Regions from separate parts of the Danio rerio genome. Here region 1 is linked to region 2. Evidence: chromatin contacts called from public Micro-C data. All regions are on one chromosome and are shown on one strand. Each heading gives the region's core, a stretch centred on a gene start, on an enhancer-like site or on the middle of the called end of the contact. The rest is flanking DNA. Distances are from core to core; before and after follow the strand shown. Region 1 holds the start of dhodh (dihydroorotate dehydrogenase). Region 2 overlaps ist1 (IST1 factor associated with ESCRT-III).

The links. A called contact is a pair of places that touch in the nucleus more often than the background predicts.
Region 1: a contact with region 2 is called in a Micro-C map of caudal fin, with 4 times the contacts expected there. The contact joins the promoter of dhodh here to the enhancer-like site in region 2. A contact is called at or near these places in 2 of 18 Hi-C or Micro-C datasets (caudal fin and an unstated tissue).

Annotation. Positions count from the first base shown.
Region 1 is chr7:57,498,476-57,503,030 of GRCz12tu, forward strand. It overlaps dhodh (dihydroorotate dehydrogenase), which reads left to right and starts at 1,376. Exons shown (of 9, transcript NM_001008608.1): 1 at 1,376-1,476. The coding sequence starts at 1,459. pkd1l3 (polycystic kidney disease 1-like 3) reads right to left here and starts at 1,364. Exons shown (of 22, transcript XM_073907361.1): 1 at 1,293-1,364; 2 at 351-513. The coding sequence starts at 507.
Region 2 is chr7:57,463,754-57,468,076 of GRCz12tu, forward strand. ist1 (IST1 factor associated with ESCRT-III) reads left to right here. Exons shown (of 10, transcript NM_212585.2): 9 at 1,952-2,000; 10 at 2,080-3,396. The coding sequence ends at 2,246. Among named protein-coding and RNA genes, the nearest start is that of ist1, 11 kb to the left of the region's middle. Within about 2 kb of position 2,693, at least 4 of the 62 cell types and tissues checked have an H3K27ac peak or open chromatin away from gene starts, as enhancers often do. A contact at or near this core is called in caudal fin, where this site is marked.

The sequences.
Region 1 (4,555 bases), core at 126-2,625, 33 kb after region 2:
TAACAACATATTGGATTGGTTGTCATATGACATCAAGCTTTTTGGTTCTATCTGAAATCATGATTTTTCCATTTTTAAAACAACATCCTGAACAGCATGATACACATAACCAATTTTGACAAGATAAAATATTGCAATAACGTCACTTTACCAAATCAAAATAATTCTGTAATTCTGCAAGGAAATTTCTGGATTTCAAACGTTCTTTTCATAAGAGAAGATTGAATCTTGTTCAATTTGACTTTTGCCATCTAACAGCACTCAGCATTATCTATTTAAGGCACAAGTAGGTCTTCTTTGAAGTACAGAAGGTCTACAGAAGGAAAACCATAAGCTTTACAATTACTCACCAGTGATGGAATTTTTATACATCAAGGTCTGACTGACCCACCACGGTCCAGTTTGTGTGGACTGTGCAAGTACAAGCTCCTTGATCTCATCATTCAAGTCCCTCAGAAGATATCCTCGATGTTTTTCACAACTCTGTTGCGCTTCAATCCATGACATTGATTCCTGAACAAACTTATACATTTTTCCTCCTCGTATTTGTTGAACTTTCCTTCCATAATCATATTTTTGGTGTTCATTGTCCTCTGATTCGTCTGTACAAGTTGTAAGTGGCATCAAAACGAATGAAATCCAACAATAAATGAGCAATTGCTTTGAGAAAGCCATAGCTGATAGCAGCTGAGAAGCAGCTTTCCGTTTAGGAAACTCTTGTGAGGACTAGAAAACAGGGAGTCTACGTACATCTTAGGCAAATCTGAAATCTCACTTTGTGAAAACAGTGAATGTGAACTAACTTCATTAGGGAAATGGGAGCAGGCACTCAAATATATGCAAAATCTGACTTTAAACCAAGACTCTGCATTCCAAAAAGGTTCCATTACACTGCAATTCAGGATGACAGACATTTTGATTTTAGCCACACCATGATGATGCAAAATTTATTCATCGATTTCTAACATCGATTCTTAATATTGTAAAATGGTAATGAATTTAATAGAAATGTAGAAAAATTGAAAAAAAACTTTGTCGTCACTTTTCTTATGATGATACCCCAATTCCATTGAACTTTGATAGCCTAACAATATGGAAAAGTAAAAGAATCACGGTTTTTATGCAGTTTTTGTATGTAAGCTTTACGATACTAATGGTAATAATTATAATATATAGTTATATATTTTTAAACGTCTTTAAAATAGTTTAAATTAAAAAGTTACATAATCTTTAATTAGCTTAGCTTAACATTAACTATTGTACAAAAGTCACAATTAACAAAGTTAAATTACCTATTAAATTACGCCGAATTACATTTAGCAGTGTTATGTAAACACATCTCACGACAAGTTTAGCTCTTGAGTGAGTGCGTGGTGATGTTGTTCTCGCGAGAGTTCGTTCAGGAAGTGAAAAACGAAGCGCTGCATGTTGTTTGGATAGAGTTGGATAACAACACACATGGCGGGACGGCTGAAGGTGAATTAGCGATGTGCCGCTGTTCTTTGATAAAATTTGTGTTTAAAAAATCGTCTTCAGCTCAAGCAGAACATGTGTTTACAGCTCTCTTAGCTTTATCTCTCAGCAGTTTCCATTGTTTTGCGGTTCAAACGCATTGAATCGGCTTTGTTAAATACTAAGTTATGGTTATAAAATATCTGTTGATTGTATTTTATTTTGAATATTTTGAAGTGTTGGTATAGCTTGCAATGAGGTAGAGTTGGTTTTATATTCAGACATCCCGAATTTCCCCCTTATAATATCATTTTAGAAGGGTATTATTTTGAAGTGACACTTCATGTGATTTCAGATCGAATATACATTAAGGTAAAGTTGGTTTTATAGTCGCACATTCAGTCTTTCTCAATAATATAATCTCAGAAAAACATTAATTAGAAATTCTAAATAGTAAAATCACATTAGCAGTCAACAATCTTCAAAGTATAACATTGTTCACAGTCAAATAAATAGTGCAAATGTTGTTTTAAAGTCATACTTGCATGTGATTTCAGATGTTCAAAGTAAAATGGTAAACAATGCATGGAGCTGTCACTGAACGAATGTGTGAATATAAAACCAACTTTACCTCAATCGAATATTCAAAGTTATATTCACGCATTTGTTGAGTGACAACTTGTGGCACACACTCTATATTGTATAGAAGTAAAGCTGGTTTTATATTCACACATTCAGACTTTCTGCTTACTACTACTAATATAATTTCAGAAAAGTATTGTTTGCCAATTTTATATAGTGCAATATTAGCAGTCAATGACTATCAAAGTACAACATTGTTCACAGTCAATTGCATAGTGCTAATATTGTTTTGAAGTCATCCTTGCATGCTATTTCAGACTCTATTCAAATAGCGTGGTAAACATTAAAATGAACTAATGTGCGAATATCTAACCTACTTTAACCCAAACTATATTGTTTATCACACCAATTTAAATATTCAGTCTGTAATGGTATGTAAATATGGATTAAGACATTAACACTATTTAATTGACATAGAACAATGTTGTATTTTGGTAGTCACTGCTTGCTAATATGATTTCACCTATTTGGAGTTTGCAAAGAATACTTTTCTTGAAACTTTATCACTTAAGAGAATGCCTGAATGTGTGAATTTAAAACCAGCTTTACCCCAATTTAGGTTGCATAGTCTGTTGTATATGCAGTTTATCTGCACTAAAATCCATCTAATATAAGCTTACGGACCTATTTCAAACACCAATGGAAACATTGTTTACCTAAGGTTGATTCTGTTCATTCATTAATTTCAGTAGGCTTTGTGGTCATTTAAAATATTAATTTTTTGTGTCTTGGATGTGTTTTGGTTCTTATTAGAGCTGGGCGATTTGGCCTAAAATCAAAATCTCCATTAATTGAACATTTTAACTCGATTATGATTAATGAACGATTATTATTATATTTTTTTTGCCCTCATAGTTCACAGACAGGTTTTGTACAGTAAATATGCTCACATATTACCAGTGAGAGATTTTTGAAGAAAGGGGGCATTACTTGATTTTAAAACAATTGAAGGTAACACACTATCTACTACCTATGATTATTTATCAAACATCAATGCTGAACAACTGAAATCAAAACACACATTGCCTAAAACCAACATTCATTTGTTTCCTATAAAAATGTAAAAATAACTTGCACTTTTGGAAACAAAATAAGGTATTTTTAATATTTTTCATTATTAAAGTAGAAAATAAGCAGTATCTCTTCTAAATAAAATACCTCTTGCATATTCTGTGAATAATATTTTAAACGGTGCATTTATTGCATCTTCTTTAAGCAAATAGTTTAATTTAAATAATAATTTTGATGAAAATATGCCGTCTCAAGACATATCAGGCGCAGCTTCGTCAATCATCAATGTAGTGCAAAGTAACATGAAGGTAACAAACAGAGCGGGGTCACGTGACCACAACCTTAGGGAAAGTAATTGAAAAAAATCGACCAGGAAAAATTTTTGCGAATATTGGTTCCAAATGTTGATTTCGATTAGATTTCGATTAATCACCCAGCCCTAGTTATAAATATATTTATTTAGATCTATTTTTGTTATAGATTAATAAATAAATAAATAATCAATAAATAAATTGATAAATTATCAATCATGATAAACAAAAGTTTTTTTTTGTACAATTGAAACTGGGGCTGCACAATATCATTTTAGCATCGATATTGCATTGTGATCCTTCGTCACATCGCAGGACATATGCAACGTTGAGCTTGGATTATAGATCATTAATTGCTTGTGTTTTTGAGGCCTGTAATTGTATAATGACCTTTAAAGCATTCAGTCATAAGAATTTCAACATTTTACTTTAACAACCATTCCATTTTTTGTATTACTTTTATTTTTATCATTCCATTACTGTACTTGAATACTGTTAGACTCTGGATATAATAAAACACTTTATTTTAATCGTGTCTTTTTCTTGTATGTATAGATTGTTATGCGTGAAAATACTGACAACGTGCAAATACAGAAATGCACTGCAAATATCACAGACCACAATTAAAATGTGTCGGGGGTGGACCCCAAAAGGTTTATAGAGTGTTTATTAGATTTTGTGGAGATGCACTCCTACTGCAGAATCATAACAATCCATCTAACATGATCAATTATTTTCAAATAGAGATATTCAGTTATCTGGTGAAATTGTATTCAGATAGCAAAATGATCTGAGAATGAGAGAGATTGATTGTCGCTGCCTGCAAAATACTCCTTATCTTAAAGGACTAGTTTACCCAAAAATAAAAATTCTGTCATTTACTTTTCCTTCACTTGTTACAAACCTATTTGACTTTCTTTTTTCAGTTGAAGATAAAATATGCTATATTGAGGAAAGCTGAAGACTAGTAACCACTGATAAAATTTGTATGAATATTTTTACTTCTATGGATTATCAAAGGTTGCACGTTTTCAAGTTTCTTCAAAATACATTCTTTTGTTTTCAACAGAACAATAAAAACATCATAAAGGTTTGGAACCACTTGAGGGGGAGTAAATTTTTACTTTTATGTAATGAGG
Region 2 (4,323 bases), core at 1,443-3,942:
AGTCAGATGAAAAATGCTAAAAGGGTCAAATGTTATGTAATGAAAATGTCTTGACCTATTTTACTTGGAATTTACCTTGAAGCATTCACCCCAAAAATCCTGCATAAGATGGTTGTAGAAAAGCTAACAACAACCATACTGACAACAGGGGCCTCATTTATAAAGTGCTTGTGTGATTGCATTTGATTGTACATTACTTTCATTACAAGTCATTAGGATTCCGTCCGACACATGAATTATTCACATTATTTCACAAACTAACATGAATATGTGCTTAGTATTAAAAAAAATCATGTAATATTGTCACCTTGGACTACAAAATCAGTCATAAGTGTCTTCCATTGATATGTTATTTGTTAGGACAATATTTAAAAATCTGCAAACTGAGGGTTCAAAGCCATTTAAATTCTGAGAAGCAGTATTAACAATACATTTTACTTCTCAAAACACTAGTCTCTATATATACAGTAATTTACACAACATCAGGTCACACTTTATTTTGATTTGATTATAAGCAGACTGTTATGCTGGGGTTAGGGTTAGTGTAAGTTCACATGTTATTTCCTAACTTTCTTATAGTCAGTTTGTCTGTTAATTGAGCAGTATCAACAGATACTACGCAGACAGTCTACTAATACTCAAATAACCCATCAAAATAAAGTGTTGCCCAACATCATCATGGAATATGGTCTTTACTTAATAATCTAATAATTTTGTCCTGTTCAGTATATTCACTACCTGACAAAAGTTTTGTTGCCTATCCAAGTTAAGAACATCAAATAGTTGACTTCTGGTTGATCATTTGGTATCAGAAGTGGCTAATATGTAAGACAAAGGCCTCTTAATTACGATTATTTTACCACAATAAAATGTGATCATGCTTTGATTTTTAATTCTTTAATTAGGACAGTTAGGTCTGACTTTGCTCAGACAAAAGTCTTGTCACTAAACAGAAATAATGAACACTATAGAATGTTAAGTCTTGGAGGACTGCATCTATACATCTCTGCAATGACTCGAATAATATTTATTTGATAATTAATAATTAGTAATCAGGGATGGCAAAGAGAGTGTTCTTGCAGGACTCCCAGAGTTCATCAAGATTCTTTGGACTCCAGACTTGCTCAATAATGTTTATGTCTGGTGACTGATCAGTCCAATTCTGCAGCACCTTGACCGTCTTTGCTTTCTGAAGCTTTGATGTGGAGGCTGAAGTATGAGAAGGAGTTCTATCCTGCTGAAGAGTACGCCCTCTCCTGTGGTTTGTAATGTAATGGGCAGCACAAATGTCTTGTGGAACCTCAGATTGTTGATGTTGCCATCCACTCTGCAGATCTCTCACACTCCCCCTTACTGAATGTAACCCCAAACCATGGTTTTTCCTTCAACAAACTTGACTGATTTCTGTGAGAATCTTGGCTCCATGTGGGTTCTAATAGGTCTTGTGCAGTATTTGTGATGATTGAAATTTGGGATGCAATTTAACAGATGATTCATCTGAATCTAAATCTACCATCTGCCACTTTTCCTAATGATCAACTAGAAGTCAAGTTGTTATTTGTTGCTCTTACAACTGGGATTGATGATAATACCTTTGTCAGGTTGTATTTATTCAATAAATACCCATGCAACAGGTTTTGTGGTCCAGGGTTACACATATTTTTGTGGGCATGAATGTTTTATAGATCATTTCTGGGTGACATTCACACATTCATATTTAGCATCATCAAATGCACCTTTTTATAAATGACGCTATTCATTGAAGGGCTCACAAGGGTGTCTGTTCTAACCCACAATGCACTGCTCCATCATTACTCACAGCTGGATCATTTTAGACTAACAGTTTTATTTTATTTTGATCAAATATGTATTTAATATATTTATATAGTTGCAGCGGTAGCGTTGTGAATGTATTGGTAGTTGTTAACATGTCTTCATATCTTTTTTTAAGATCGATGAGTTGTGTATTAAACCCTCTGATCCTTCCCAGGTCATCCCAGGTATGTGCTCTATCCTAATCGGATTTTATTTCAAATGGTATGATAATATTCTTTTAATGATTCTCTATTTTCTCTGCAGGTCCGACTCCAGCTGGTCAGGTCTATGACAACTCCACCCTTCCCGAACTTCCGTCTGTTCCAGACACACTCCCAGCATCCTCTTTCGGAGCGAAGGCCAACACCTCAGAAGACATCGACTTTGATGACCTGTCGCGACGCTTTGAGGAGCTCAAGAAGAAGACCTAAACAGATCCAGATCACATCAGAACACATTGCTCGAACAGTTCAATCCATATTCACAGCTCTTCTCTTCAGGTGAAGGTGTATTATAATATTAGTTATTTAACAGAAGGAATGATGGAGACACTTTTGAATGGCAGTATCAGATATTTCTACAAACTCACTTCAGACCTTTAGGTAAACATGATGGACTACTGACAGAAATCTTTTAAATTGAGGAGCACTTTGCATAGAGGGACTTGCTGACAGCTAAAAGTAGTTCAATTATAGTGACTGCGCATATATCCATTATATAAGCTGACTATTATTATGAAATGTCTCTTAACTTTCCCCAGTTTTAAGAAAAAGTCTAAAAGATTTCCCCAAGCAAATCAGAAATCTGTATGACTCCTGTAGGCAAAGCAGGTAGAACCTGTTGGCCCTTATTTACACCCAGATCTATGTAATGAACTCTTTTGAATGACTGAACCTGCGTAAGACCGTATGATGTCATGGATTATGTGTTCGTGGATCGCAGTTGTTTTTCAGAGTGACTCAGCTTTTCTTCTGCTATTGACCGAACACCATTCAGACGTTACATTTGAGGGAATGTGAAGAATAGTGCTGCATTTCTCACCTGAACACCAAAGGTTGCTTGTTTCTGATGTGAGCTGAGCACAGAATGTCCTAACATTCGTTTTTTGTTCTGTTAATGTGGTGAAGTCTGTGAGCGTTTTGAGAAACTCCAAATGTCAGCCTTTCTTCATTTGATTCTCACTCGTAGTGTTTGGTCTCCAGTTTCTAGTGTTTTCTGCACTGAGTTTGCCTTAGTTTCCTTCTCTTCCACCGTGGCCTTGCTCTTTCACTGCTCCCTCTGTCAGCTTGTACACTAGTTAATTCTTCTCTATGGTGAGGGTTTTATCATTTAGTATCGACTTTGTTTGTTTGTTAGAATTGACTATGTATGAGTCTTACGTTTGTTTTGAAGAGTAAGGAGGCTTGTATAGTAGGTTTTATATAAATGGTTTGCTTTAACTTTATAACACTATTTTGTGTTTTGTTTTCGCCCTTAAATCATCTGAACACAAATCTGGCAATGTTTGGGTGTGTTTGATACTTATTTTATCTGAATTAAAAACATATCTGATTCCATGTAATAAATTCTATTTGCTCATAATCTTCCTGTTTTTTTAACCAAATAATCAAAGATTAAATGAAGGTATAAATTACGATATCACGGTTTAATGAATCAATTTCTAAAGTTTTTGTGAAATAGGGTTTGATTTTACCATTTACAGCCACTAGAGGGCGCAGTGATACAACTAATACTGACTGATTTGAGGTGTTATATTTTATATATTGTGGCTCAATCCTCAAATGAGATCACACACAGATGAGTATTTTGTTCATAAAAGGAAATGCCATGTGTTTTGGCATGTGTACAAAAGTATGTAAGACTATGTGCACTTCCCATAGTTACTCAATGCTGAAGAAACATGTTAAATGATTCAATTAATGATCAAAATCTGTCAGGCACACAGATCAAAACTACAGAACGAGCTCAAATTTTCTATATTTCAAAATCATAGCTTCGTCCCCTCTGTCCTAACAGGAGCACAGTATAATCAGGGTATCTTCTGTCCTTTCCATGTCTGTTTTCAAACAAAAAAAGAAAACTAAGCAAACGGCTGCTTTTCTGTTTTTTTTTTTTTTTTTTAATCACAAAAAAACAAAAACAAAAAAAAAAACAGATTTTGGCTCTATTTGCGTTTTTTTTTTTTTTTTTTTACATCTTTTTGTTTAGGGTTGGAAAACAGAAAAGACTTAAATTTGGTCAACCAAATCTGAGCTCATGACTTTGCTTTCAAACTAGTAGTCCTCTGCTGGCCAGCACCTAATATTTCATTATATATATAAACTAAGTTACATATTCTGTCATTTGATCAGTTAATAGGCTTACATTTATTGCATATGCTTAACAAAAAAAGTAAATAAGTTGTGTTATTAGACACATTTGTCATTAAAATAAGGTCTGGTTCGCTGCCAAACTTTTTGCTGCTGTGCACCTGATGCTGAGCAAAGATAGCCATGTCCGAGCAGCACC